Linked DNA regions of Sus scrofa: region 2 is linked to region 1. The links are chromatin contacts, called in public Hi-C maps. All regions are on one chromosome and are shown on one strand. Each heading gives the region's core, a stretch centred on a gene start, on an enhancer-like site or on the middle of the called end of the contact. The rest is flanking DNA. Distances are from core to core; before and after follow the strand shown. Region 1 overlaps LOC102163133 (a long non-coding RNA gene). Region 2 holds the start of LOC100517194.

Evidence for each region. A called contact is a pair of places that touch in the nucleus more often than the background predicts.
Region 2: a contact with region 1 is called in a Hi-C map of liver, with 7 times the contacts expected there. The contact joins the promoter of LOC100517194 here to the enhancer-like site in region 1. A contact is called at or near these places in 6 of 47 Hi-C or Micro-C datasets (embryonic fibroblasts, epiblast stem cells, fetal heart ventricle and 2 more).

The regions. Positions count from the first base shown.
Region 1 is chr14:16,143,806-16,151,241 of Sscrofa11.1, forward strand. It overlaps LOC102163133 (a long non-coding RNA gene), which reads right to left. Exons shown (of 5, transcript XR_002338586.1): 5 at 5,255-6,586. Among named protein-coding and RNA genes, the nearest start is that of CEP44, 250 kb to the left of the region's middle. Within about 2 kb of position 2,161, at least 10 of the 83 cell types and tissues checked have an H3K27ac peak or open chromatin away from gene starts, as enhancers often do. A contact at or near this core is called in liver, where this site is marked.
Region 2 is chr14:16,453,783-16,460,503 of Sscrofa11.1, forward strand. LOC100517194 reads right to left here and starts at 5,434. Exons shown (of 6, transcript XM_021073071.1): 1 at 5,388-5,434; 2 at 4,863-5,122; 3 at 4,654-4,767. The coding sequence starts at 5,434. It overlaps HAND2 (heart- and neural crest derivatives-expressed protein 2), which reads left to right and starts at 6,307. Exons shown (of 2, transcript XM_013982698.2): 1 at 6,307-6,721. The coding sequence starts at 6,388.

The sequences.
Region 1 (7,436 bases), core at 911-3,410:
CTCCTGAATCACAGCCAAAATGAAATACTCAGAGATAGACTGGTGTGGGTGCGGAATGCTTTTATTTTCACCATGAGCAGGACCAAGTTATAGTTTATCAGTTATGTACAAAGTGTTCTTCAGAAACCCTAGTGTCCTGGCATCATAGTTCTGATTTATTGCAGCAATGTATATAGATTGCCTGATATGCCTATTTTTTAATCTGGCTCTTCCTATAATTCTATTTGTATCCAGTTTTACCATAGAGGGATATTTGTACCTCCACTTCTCCATTTATTTACTAACTGACTTATAATGAATAGCTGAAAATTCGTCCAGTACAGCAGGTAGAAGTAGGTAGTAGAAACAAAACTCTTTCTGCTGTCTTGGTTCTACGGTGAATTCCCATTACAACCAGTTAGGTGCTTTTAAAAGAATTATTTCATCTTCTGGATTCTGTTACTGAAATAGTAAAATAAATGGGTTGACTCGATAATTACAAAGTTCCAGTTGTAAAGTGACATGCTTCACATTAGGTTGAAACAGTGAGCATGTTTATCATTAATAAATTTTCCCTTTGTTTTTGTGACCCAAAGATATAACTCTTAATAAACTGGTGAAATCGTTCTAATGAGAATAGATTCATGTTTTCATAATCTATTAAGACTTATGGGCAGATTCAACAAATGAATTACTATGGTGTACAAGAGTGACTAGCCATCTTCACGACTCACCAATACCCCCCCCACACACACACACAGAATGAGCTTACTTTCTTTGACTCAGAAAACAACACAAAATGAATCTATTTGAGTTGACATACAGGAAATATATTTTTCTCAACTGAAGTATGAATTTCAAAGCTATGTAATATGCTGTTCAATAGAGTAAAGCTCATCCTTATCATTAAAAAGTCTGTTAAAAGAATGTTTAAAAGAATGATACAGAAAACAGCTCCTATTGATATGATAACCTCCTGTGAAGTGTGCAAAGCACACATTTTTTGGAAAGGAGATTTTTTTAAATGATTAGCATTATCCATTATTAATAACTATGGTGAAACTCGGGAGTGTGAGAGACCCTGGCTATTGCCTCCAGTCAAATATTTGCATATAAGCCAGGTCATGCTGGGTGCAGACAAAATGAAAAGAATAATCAGCCTTTCCCAAAACACAGCTCCCTGTCACAGGAAAGCATCATCTCCCATCACTGTCTGATCTTATTTGAGAACACCAGGCATTGCAGATTACCGGAGAGATAGCCGATTTTTTTTTTTTTCCCATAAGTCTCATTGCCAGAATTTCAAACCCAAATTGGATTATTAGAACATCACAGTATAATCCTGGTGCTGATATTTTGAAAGGAAAAACAATAGAAATAGAAAAAGGAACCACAGGGGATACTCTTAATTCTCCTCATGTACATTAAATATCTATTTGCTTAGATTCCCGCTTTGAAATAGGGAAGAATGTCAGAGTCGAGTCGTAGCCCTGAAGATCAGCTCTAAGAATTGAAGAACGTTTTTCCTTTTGCTCACTGGGGCTGTGGGAAAACACATTCGATAAGGTCTAAACGCAGGGGAAGTTGTTAACGAAGCAGTACTTTGTCGCTGGCTTCAGAGTTTTGACCCAAGATTTGTTATAACCCTGTCCCATTCCAGCAAAAACAGCTACTGGCCACCGGATATTCGGCGATGTATTGTAAAAACCGGCTATGTGCCCATATCTGGAGATACGCAACAATGTCAACAAAATCAGCACATATATGAAGGACTGACTTAGTCTGAATATTTGGTGAATTTATTATAGCCCCTAGTAGCAGAGGAAGCTCCCCAAATTCTGTCTGAGATTGAAAAGTCTTCCCAGGTTCAGCAAAGGGTGGTGTGGGATTTCCTTTTTGGTTTCATTTTAATGACCTTTTTGTGCCTTAAAAATCCTAAAACAGGAAACTTTTCTGGGAAGGAAAGCATTTGACCGGGAGAATTTGTCTTTGGCTGTCACAATCTTCAGCTACCATTCAGCTAAATGTTGTTTGGAATAATATGGCCTTAATGCCCCTATCTCCTGTTGAATTGCTCAGACGGGTGGGAGATTAGAGTGGGGAGAGGTGCCGGTATTATCTGTGGGAGCCCTCTGGGGGTCACGCTACACTAACAAGGCCGCCCCAGTCAGGGTGACAGAACCCAGCTGCTGCCTGGCTCCGCCTCCACCGTCACAAGGTTCCACTTACTGGGGGCCTGTGTCTCCAGAGACTGTGTATTCTAACCCATTTTTTTTCCTCCACCTCTAAAAAAGTGGCTAGCTCATCATTTTTGTCCTCATGTTTTAGGAAAGACCTACATGTGAAACCACTTACCTGTTTAACCCTCTGAACCTAAAGAAAATGTGTCACGCCACTTAAAATACCTCCACTCCAGGGCTGCCCTCACTGACGACACGTAGGAGTGCCCTAATGAGCCGTTGATCAGGAAGATAAATACTGGATTTTTTAATATCCATCCATGAGCAGCCACGAGAGTTTAGGTGACTGTATTTCACGAATTGCTTCATCTCTATTTATCCCGAGGGAAGTCATATGGTACATACAGAGCACTGCCCATCTGTACTTTCATCTTCAAAAGGCGCCTTGGTACCTTTTTTTTTTTTTTTTTTCTTTTTTTAGGAAAAGTAATTTCTTTCTTCCACTGAGGGCTCTTTATTCATGGTAATCGCTTTTTTCTTTTTCTTTTAAAGATGGTGAGAAACTTCCCAGGTTTGTTTGGCTCACGGCTGCTTCTGAAAGGCCAGCACACGGCAGGCAAAGCTCTCGGTTTTCACCTCAGTTTCTGGGGAGGAATGTCAGTCAGTCTTGGGTCAACGCAACTTAGAAACGGTGATAATGATTCAGCCAGTAGAGGGAGCTAGGGCTTCCTCACAGCTTAAAGGGCACAGCCCAAGGACGCAGCAATTTTGGGGGGATGAAGTTGATTCTTAATGCTACCCCGAGAGTAAAGGTTTGTACATTATTTTTCCTATAAAAGTGAGGAAGGAAACAAAACCATCCCTACCTTTTGAGGAGAATAACAAGTTAGGAGAAGTTTATTAGCATTATAGCTTATCGCTTTGGAAGAGTGAATCATTTTGGAAAGACAAATCGTGTTTATAATTATACTCATTAGACTACTATAATTAAAACTATTATTATAACAAACTTACATTCATACAAGGCTAAAAGAAGGAGGGAGCATTCAATGAGATTTGAATACTTGTTTCATGTTTGGTATTTAAATGGTTTTGCCAAGTTAACTCATGAAACAGATTTCTCCTCTTCGGTGCGTGCACTTGCACTGGGGAAAAAGGCAATGAAAGCATTTTTGGTGTCCTATTTTTTTCATTTATCAGCATTTGTAATTATGGTTAAGTGCTTCCAAAACAGGGCCTCGATCTATGAAAGGTCCTGCATTTATATAGTGCTTTTAACTTTTTGAAGTATTTTTATATGTGCTATCTCATTTTAAAGTAGATTTGACACAGCCCCAATCTATTAAGGAAGTGACCCTTTAAACCCAAGAACACTCTGGACATTTTTTAGCTGTACTTATCTTAGCTACCATTATAAAACTTAATGAAAGTCACGGTGATACTAAAACTTCCATAATCAGTATAAAGTTATCAAAGTGGAAGTTTTGCAAAAAGCCACTACATTATTTTTTATCATCCAGAAGGCTTTTTCGTTTTTATTTCAATCAATTTGAAGTTATCTGTGGTTTGTGTTAAGAGTAATACTGTCAAGAATTTCATTATAGCCATCATTGTTGAGAATTTTGTAGAAATAACAAGTTTTATGTGTTCAGATTAGCCCATAAAATAATAAAAGGCTGGAGATGACATTTTTTAAAGACTTTTCTTGTTTTTTGTTGTTTTTTTGTTTTTTGTTTTTAGAATATGATGAATTCTATTCCTGGGAGACTTGTACCATGTTCTTTTTGAAATGTGTGCCCTCTCCATGGTGTCTTAAGGAACAGTGGCTACTCAAGCACTGTTTTTGATTGTGTAAATTACGGTAGCTAGGAAACTGGGTTGTCTCTACTGGTTCTTGTCCATCTTCTGGAGTAATAAGGGCATTTTGTGAAAGGCCAGCAGAGATATTAACTCCATCAATGTTGTCGATTCAATTCTGAATAACCATTAGTATGCATGTGACCAAGCAACCACGGGAGTACCCAAAATTGAGAAAGGAGCATCCTGGATATAGCCAGTAAAAATCAATTGCTTCAGCTGGGTTCAAATTTCCTGGGGAAATATTTTTTCCAAAGGCCTGAGCCAAGTTTGAGATAAAAAAGCATTATTATCATCTTCTGAAACTAAATTAGCAACAATCTGGATTATTTCCTTGATCATTCCAAACGCTGTCATTCTATTCATGATTTGCTTCTTTTTCTAAGTTTGTCACTCTTATAAATTATAAAAATTAGATTAAAAACTTGTTTTTATGGGGTGCAGTGTAGTTAATATACAGGGGGAAAAGTCATGTTTTGTTTTTTTTTTCTAATTTAGGAAAGAAAACTGGAACAATGAGATTTGAATGAGTGACCTTTGCCATGAACTGCATCTTTATCAGAGTGTAAAGGAGGAAATATGAAGGCTATTGCTTTTTACATTTTAAATGTATTTGGACATTCTTTGTCAGTTGAACTTGAGGAAATAACCCATTGTGGAAGAAAAGGGAAGGAGTCATCTGTGTAAGTAAATACTCATCTCAGAAAAATAGATTCATTTTATCTGCACACAATTTTTTTGTTAATTGGGTTTTAATGTCAAAATTGAAGTATTTTCACATACATACTTTATGAAATAGAAATTAATAAGAATTTACTGGATAGCCGCGGGAAATCTACTCAATAGTTTGCAATCACCTACATGAGGAAAAAGAATGGGTATATTTATAAGTGATTCACTTTGCTCTACACTTGAAACTAATACAGCATTATAAGTCAACTATACTCCAATAAAATTTTTAAAGATAAAATAATCTTAAAAATTTGAAGTATTTTAAATGATCAAATTATATTTTGTTATTATTTTAATTGTTAAAGTCAACTATAATCACATCCTACCTGTCTCTAAAAGTATCTACCTCATAGGGTTTTTATAAAGATTTAATATAATATGTAGAAATATTCGAGTTACAGACAGAAGTTCTTAATTCCTATTACTATGGCTATTTTATGTCTAAATAAATATTATGTCTAATAAATAAAATATTATGTCTAATAAAATAAAAATCTAACATTCAAGGCACCTTTGGGATTCAGTACAACTTTGGGATAGAGACTAAAACACAAAATAGAAAAGGACGGTTCTAAACCAGTTAACAAAAGATTCTGTTCGAAATTAGCAAATTCTTTGGTACTCTTTTACTGTAATAAATGTTGTAAACTTAAAGGCACATTAGATACAAATACTTTTGGGATAGTGCCATTGCCTTTTTCACATATTTCAGTTTCCTAATTCCTCTAAACCTGAAGTAGGTATTTATGTCTTACTGAGCTGAGAAAACTGGGGCAAACAGAGAGGAAATGAATTGTTTCATTTCATGAAGAGGTTAGTTTCAGAATGGCAGTAAACATAGCATCTCCCCATTTCAAGCCTCTGTTTCCTTCCATGGCCCATTCAATATTCAATTCCTAGTCACAGAGTCTCACAACATTAATTCTTATCATAAGACTGATTCCTTATACCTTGCTAAGTGTTTACCACAAGGCAGTACTTTAAATAAGAAGGCAGATGCCTGAGGTTGTACGTTTTCCCCTAGGATTCACTCCAAGGAATTTATTGAGCATTTATTATGGACCAGGTGCATACAAGGTACAGAAAACAAAACAGATGAAAACATTTACTGTCCTGAGCTTAACTTCTGGGGTTGGGGACGAAAGGGAGGGGGCTGGGGAGAATAAACCAGATAAGTAAAATAGGGGATGTGTTAGAAGGTGCTGGAGATAAACATAAGACAGGAAGGAGGATAGGGAGAATGGGGTGGGGGAGGAGTTGCGCTTTTGCATGGGGTGACCAGGCAAGGAGAGACCAAGATTCCCCCCCCCTGCTGCCCCGCCCCAGGGTGGTTACTGCAGGGTTAAGGGCAGAAAAATGCCACAGTTCCTCAGGGGTTTTAACACCATCAGGGACTGAGGTGTTGTGAACCGATGTGGAGAGGCAGGAGCAGAAGCAGAAATACAGCTTTACTGGGATGATGGCTGAAGGGTTGTCCTGCAGAGGTGGTGGAGTAGTGGAGCTAGTAGGTAATTGCAGAGGAATTTATTTTGGAAACGTCAACCTGTGGCAGACACCACTGGTTGTCCTCCCATGTCCGTTCTTTACTTCTTCCTGGGCATATGGATACCCAGCTAGAAACCACATCTCCAAGTTTCCTTTGCAGCCCAGTGCATATCCACACGGCGAGGGCCTCCCCAGTGGATGTGAAGTGCAAGTGCTCTGTGCCAGCTCCCAGCCTTCCTCCTGAAGATGGTTGCCCTGCCTTTGCTTCTCTTCTTCCCATTCTTTCTGGAAATGGTGATAACTGGGAGCCTTGGTCTTGTTGATGAAGGCAGGTCTGCCGCTTCCCCAGAGCCCTGAATTAATACTGTGTTTCATGAACTCTTACATGACAAAGCACTAAGTTCTAAGGTCCTAGTACCTCAATTTTGTGGTCTCTTTATTAGAGCAACTTAGCCTCCACCCTAACCAATAGGAGCTCATAGGATGTGCTGATGGATCTGATGCAGATGTTAGAGAGAAGGCAAGAATGATTCCAAAGTTTGAACCTGAGCTCAGGTAGAAAGGACCTTTACCGAGACGTGCCAAACTGTGGGAGGAACAGGTTTGGTGAGAAGCTCAAGAGTAGAATTTTGGACATGGTATGTTGGTGACCTCTGTTAGACATACCTTTTAAAAATAATTTTTCATTAGCCTAACTAAAGCTTAAAAAAAAAAGGAGAAGAAAAACCCTCTCTCTAAGTGCACTTAGTACTATACAAAACTAAAAAGAGATCCTTTTCTCTCAAGGGTTCACTTTTTAATGGACGTCATTTATGGTCCATGTCAGATCAAAATTACGCCCCACATTAGGAATTTCTAGAGAGAAACTCATTCAAGTTTTAATGGTAGTGACTTTATTACTTAACCTACTGCATATGAATCACTCTGCTAGAATCCTCTTATGATTGCCATGACCTCAAAATCCAAGTATTTATCAAACGTACACAAATAGCATCGATGTCTCTCTTTTTTATGCACAAGCCAATCTTTTATGTGACTGCACGAGCTTCCTTTTGTATAACTAAGTAGACAGGCATTTTTTCGTCAAAAATGATTTTGCACAGTTTCAATCTAATCCAAAAAAAGTGACATTGCTGTGTTTCCTGTTTTTGTCCTGCCTGTAATTGACCTCACCCAATCAACAACAAAGTCAAAACTGGGTGT
Region 2 (6,721 bases), core at 4,184-6,683, 310 kb after region 1:
ATATCAACAATAAAATGGTTTCTTTTTGTTAACCTGAAACCTAACCATCTCGGTGAGACCTTGTCTAGAAGCAAAGGCCCTGGAAGAAAAGAGAAAGAGTTTGGAAGAAACTGCCAGGGATAGAGAAATCTATCTCTGTGAATTTGCAAAGGAGGCTTCAAAACATGACTTCCTAGAGTGCAAGCCACACTGCAGTTAGAACTGAGAATGCACTGGGGCCTCAAGCCACAAACAGACCCTTCAGTCACGAGGGTCTGTGGACGAGTGGTTTGTCCACAGCCCCACATTTTAAGCTGCCATTTGCTTTTATTTTATTCTGAACCTCAGACTGTATTGCAGACCAGTTGATGTCTATTACCTACCATTTCCTTGGAGTGTGTTTTCAAAATCACAATTTCTTCCTCATCTGAATGTTGAATGCTTTCCTCCCGGCTTGGAAGAAAATATTGCAAGCGTGTGCAGGTAATTAGATTGAAACAAGAATGTGAATGATTAGTTAACATAAATCCTAAGGAGTGTATTTTCTTGCGCAGCTTTTGCCCTAAACTCCATCTATATTTTACTGCAAAATAGCAAAGATTGAATTTACTGTCCCTCTTAGGCCCAGCATAATTACATGAATAACTCATCCCATGTATGCTTCATGCTGCCTTTGCATGCATTATCTTTTGTTCCCTTCAGTCTGGGTAAGTATTTTAGCTTTACACACAAATGTGGATACCTGGCAATGAATCTAGTTCTCCCCAGTCAATAAAGAACCTCCAAGATAGCAGCACATTTGCCAGTTAATGTGAAGACCTAGTCATTGATTCTTTGGAGAAAATGCAAATTCCCACTGCCTATAATAGTGACATTAAGATTTGTCTTACACATTGTACACTTTAATTATTGTACCTAGTGTAATACATCAATTATGGTTCAGTTTTAAAATATTTTTCTTAAAGGGCTTTACTTAAGGCTGAACCAGTGTCTTATTCTTCAACACTTTCAGGTTCTATGACACCAAAAACCTCGTAAATGCAGGTTTTGCTGGAAGGCAAATTGAAGAGAGTGTTGGAGAGAAGGGGGGAGGTAGGGAGGGAAGGAGGGTAGAGAGTGAGGGGGGAAGAAAGAGAGAGAGAATGGCCAATTGGGGGGGAATGGATTTACAAGCACCCAGCAAGTTCTAATTTTCTCCATTGACTTAAATGTTTCCTAATCAACGTGGAACAATCAGGCCCTCCACAGTCACCGTTGCAAGTGGATCAACTCCTCCCTGCCCTGTCTGCACGGATCTGCTCAGATGGGAAAGAGGAGGCAAGCTGGCTCCCTTACAAAATACCCCACCCCCTTCCAAAATCAAAAAAGAAAATGCTCAGAAGAAACGAAACCTCCTAAGAGCCAAGGGCAGCTCTTTCTGCCCTTCATTTCTCAGACAGACAGGATGAGTCCAATCAAACTTGATTCTGCTTTATAGATGTGTACTTGGAGCACCATCGTATTGCTGGAGCCACTGTCATTTGCCAGGTCTGAAGACCACCATATCCCAAAAGTTTAAACCAGAAAGGGAGGGACCACAGAATCCCAGTTAGAATGGAGACTCTTGCCGCCACTGTTCTAGATGACCTAAAGTTTCTTGGGCTAAATGGCTAGCACGTACAACAGCTCAACTCAATCCTACCCTAAGACAGACAGAAAGGCAAAGTGATCAGGGTGTCACACGAAGCACCATTCTTGTAGCAGGTGAGGCTAGAGTGGCATCTGCAAGAACACATTGCTTTTTCTGCCACCTTCCGGGTTTGATGTTCTTTCTGGGGTTCTTAGCAGGTTCTGGGGGCCACCTTATATACGAGCATCATAGGTATTCAAAGAAATGCTCAGAGTCACTTCTGCTATGTTGGTTAGGGAAATGAGGTAAAACGAGATTTGAAAAACTGAAGGGAATTGAGCCATAATTCCTGTAAACATAAAATGTGTGTTTATGGCCCTCTGGCCTGGTTCTTTTCAGGTCCAGTTTATTTTGAGTTCTCATGAGCAAAACACAAGATACAAACTGCCCTTGCCTTTGAAATAATAAATACCTCGAAAAGATCTGTATTTTCCCTAAAAACAGACTGAAGTTTTTAAGAAAATGTTTAGTTTAAAACAGATTGATTTTAAAAATACTATCTCACAAAACCAGAATGTCTGCAAGAGAGTGTGCAGCCTCTCGGGGCTCTTGGAGTCTTTTCCAGGGGAAGGGGTGGGAAGGAAGGAAAAGAGACAAGAGACATGAGCCCAGAATAAATGGTTGACCCCAGTTCTGTCTGCTTAGCTGAAGGCAGATGCAATGGGCAGCACAGGGTGGTGGGGGCGGTGTTGGGGGAACACATCAATAGCTTCAAGGATGGCAGATAGTCCCCCAAATCAGGACTGCCCCCTTGTTCCAGAAAGCCATCTCCCCACCCAGGTAAGACTGATTGCAGCTGGGCCTCAGAAAAGGGGAAGCACTTAGCATGCCCTTGCCTTGCAGGATTCATCTTGAGGGCACCCCAGCCAGCAACTTTGCAGCTGCTCAGCCCCTGAAGTATCGGACCCTGTATCCTTTGGAGAGTAGCACACTAGACGCCACACTAGCACAGCCCAGGATGGGGTCCCCAGGCTGACGGCTAAGCCAGGAGCTTCACCTTCCTCCCTTTTTTCCCCACCACTAACATTACCTCCACCACAATCACCTCCACCGAGCTCCCCACAAGGCCCAGGCCACCTAGGCTGGAGGCAAACCTGAGGTGGCATCTTTGCCTCACGGTTTTCCAAAGCAGCAAACTAATCCAGCCTCCCACTAGACCTGGAGCAAAATGTCCCAAAGAGGGCACTGCATGAAAAGAGTGGACTATTTGGTTGTGCATTCAGACTGGAAATCAGATGGTTAAGGACCCTGGAGTTCTCCCATTTGTCCCCTACCCCCCAAGCCACCACTTGAGGGTGGTGGCCTCTGCATTGTGGCTTTCTGAGATTCAGGAAGCCCTGAACCCTTGGATCACATTAATTAACTGGTGATGACACGGCCAGTGAGCACCTATGTTCAGATTAGTATCTTTTACAACTTTTTTCTGTCCCTTGTTGTCCATCTATTTTATCACTTCCAGGTTCTTGGGGACCATGAAGTGGTTCATCCATTTTGTTTGTTTGTTTCAATTAAAATAGCATGAGAAAGGTGGAAAGTAGCATGTCCTGGGGACTTTGAGGCCACTAGCCTCTAGTGGACACAGCATTGGGTCCTTGGCTCAGCCCTCTGCCTGGTCTCTTCATCCTCCTTTAGATTCTCTAACCCCTCTCTGTTCTGAAAGCAGCCTACAACTACTGTTCCAGCATTTTTATCTGTTCCCAGACAGGGTGCAACCATCTTATTTTGTCTGCCTGCTCCCAAGGCCTAGATGTGTTTTTATAAACAGATTTTTTTTAATGTATCAAATGTCAGAGGATTGAACTACCAGTATTTACACATGCCTGCCTCCCCAGCGAACATGTAAACACAACCCTGACCACACTACCTATATTTTTTCCTTGAAGAACAAGGTCTTTAATAGACTCTCCTTGTGCTCAAAACTGTAGACCTACCCAAGGTGGGTGTTTGAAGCTCTAGATGGCTATTTTGTTCTGAGCCCAAAAGGCACTTACCAACAAATCTGGTTTCACCTACTTCCCACCTCTGTTCTCTGCTGGGGGCACAGGGAACACTGACCCTTTGCTGCAGGGACAGAATGGGCCCTCAGGAGTTCCCAGCCTGGGTTTCTGCCACTCTGCCTGAGTTCCCTTTCCTCTCCTTGAAGCCCAGCCACCTAAAACCTAAACCACGTTCTCACCGCTGCTACCCAGGGCTTTGGGATTAGTGGCTGGCAACCACCAGAGTCCCTGACAGCACAGAAGTTGGGTTACCCTCCCAACCCTACTCTCTATTCATGCTGACCTTGCCTTCCACTCCCAAACCCTACCCCCAGGGGAAAAAAAAAAAAAAAAGCAGGCAAGGAAAAGACCCTCCCTCATCGAATCCTTGGAATGGGACACCCTCTGCATCTCTGCTGCCTGGGCCCTGATTCCGCCTGCCTTCCAGAATGGACCCCCAAGGCGGAGGAGTTGGTCTCCCCTGGGCGTCCCAGGCCAGGCCCAGCGAGGAGTCCCCTGCCGCCGCCCCCCCCCACCATCCCAGTCTTTGGCGCACTCCGCGTGGGACACTCTTTTCCACACAGACCCATCCGGCAGAATCCTCAGCTTCACAGCGGCCTCCCCTCAGGGCTTCTAGCCAAGCCTTGGGGATCATTTCAAGCTCCTGACACCGGCCACCCCCACGCCCCACCCCTACCTCTTGCAAGCTTTCTCTAGGAGCTCAGGCCACAGCCACTCGGGCGCCGCGGCCCCGGTGCCCTGCGGCCGGGTGACTTACAAGTAGAGATCCATTTTCCGTTATAATGCGTTCAAGATCACGAAGGCCAGCAGTCTAAACATCCACGAGCCGTCCTCCCGGCCTGCCTCTTAAACTGGTGTTTAATGGTTCCCCTCCGATAACTAAACCTGCTTTCCACAGATGCCCGCTTTTATGGGAGAGGCAGGAATGCAGAGATATATTTATATGTTTGTTCATAAAAACTGGAAAATAAGCTCTGAACACGCTGTAAAAAATATTCAGTTACTTACCAAACAGGCTAGTTAAACCAGGGGAACACCGATACCCGCCACACAACATAGATTCGGGGAATCGAGGTGCCTGCGCTTTGAAGTCGCCCAAGGTCTTCGCCGAGGCTGGTGTCCCTGAAGAACATGGAAATAAGAGCATTTACAACTGGCGTGACCGTTAGTCCCGGGGTCTCAGCCACGATCTCCAAAAACAGCCACAATATCACCACCTGCCCAGATGGCCCCAGCCTGGGTAACGTGGTGGGTATATCCAGCGACGATGAGGCGGGCATTTCCAGCGTGCGCCCAGGTCAAAGCCTCAGCTTTGCCCGCGGCGCCCCGCCGCCAGCCTCGGCCAGAGACGCGCCTTTGTGGGGGCGCAGCCGCCCGCCGCCTCTGCTCCCACTGCGCCCGCTGCCTGCTGGTTTTCTTGCCTAGGTTACCTACAGAACACTTCGAAAAGCAATATCTGCCTTCTTTCCCCACCCCCCTTCAAACCAGTAAAGAAAGCGGAGTGATACTGTACCTGATTTGAGATTCTTCAATATTTGAGACTTAGGGGAAAATATTTTAATAGTGAAGCATCTGTTAAACACTTGCATTAACCTCTGGCTGATAAAAAAGTTTTTTTTTTAACCCTGCCCCCCCCTCGTTTTAATTATCTTATGGTTATGAAGGGGCAGCCAATCCTGAAAGAGGACCTCGGCAATTAGCAACGAGAACATCAAAAAGTTTTATTGCGGAGAGCGCGAGGCGCCGCCCCCGCCGCCCCGGGATTGGCGTGAGGAGCCTCTGACGACATATATTAACCCGAGCGGCCCTAAAGATGTAGCTGTACATGGAGATCTTGCTGGGAAAATCCGCTTGCTCCCCTCACGGCGTCCAGTCCCGGAGAACAGCCGCCGCCGCCGTCACCCAGGAGCCCCCACGGCCGCTGCGCAACAGCCCTCCAAGCCCCAGCCGCCGCCTTCGCGCTCCAGGGCGCCTGCAGGGCTCAGATCCTTCCCCCGAAAGGAGAGGCTCTGAGAAAATGGATGCACTGAGACCTCTCTGAAAACCCTCCGAGGGAGCACGAGAGGAGAGCGGAACACGTTACTCGCTGCTAAAGTCACATTCCAGGACCAAAACAACAACAACCAAAAATTTCATTAAAACAATAAGCGCCCAAGAACCCAGATCAGGCTGGTTGGGGGAGGGGAAGGGGCGGGAAGGGGAGGGTCGCATGGAGGTAGCTTCACAGTGAGCGGTCGACCCCGCCGCCTCCCCGCAGAGCCGGGCCGGCTCCTCCAGCCGCGGCTCGGACTCTTCCCGGGATTCGGAGGAGCCGCGGCGCCAGGAGCGCGGCCGGGGCGCGGAGCCCGGCGACTCGGCCGAGCAGCCCCGCGGGAGCCGGGACGCCTTTGCATGAGCACGAGAGGACTGTGCCTGCCCGCAGCAGCCCGGGAAGCAGGACCCCGCGCGCGGGCCGTGGAACAAGGCGGGAACCGGAGGCGGCGGCGGCCAGGGGCGCACGGTGCCGGGACCAGCTCGCCGCGCCCTATGGGGAGCCGGCGGCCGCGGCGCTGCTGAGGCGGGCCCCGCGGGCCAGGCGGGTGGCCGGGGCCCGGGCTGCAGCAGCCCCCTCTGCGGCTGCGGGGCCGGCCCGGGCACCGGGGGGCTGGGGGTGGGGGGTGGGGGAGGACGCCGAGCGCCGAAGCAGGGGCCCGGGCTGGGGGCGCGGCGGGGCTGCGCGCACGCTGGGGCGCGGAGGGCGAAATGAGTCTGGTTGGGGGCTTCCCTCACCACCCGGTGGTGCACCATGAGGGCTATCCGTTCGCCGCGGCCGCGGCCGCTGCGGCCGCCGCGGCCGCCAGCCGCTGCAGCCACGAGGAGAACCCCTACTTCCACGGCTGGCTCATCGGCCACCCCGAGATGTCGCCCCCCGACTACAGCATGGCCCTGTCCTACAGTCCGGAGTACGCCAGCGGTGCCGCCAGCCTGGACCACTCCCATTACGGGGGGGTGCCGCCGGGCGCCGGGCCCCCGGGCCTGGGGGGGCCGCGCCCGGTGAAGCGCCGGGGCACAGCCAACCGCAAGGAGCGGCGCAGGA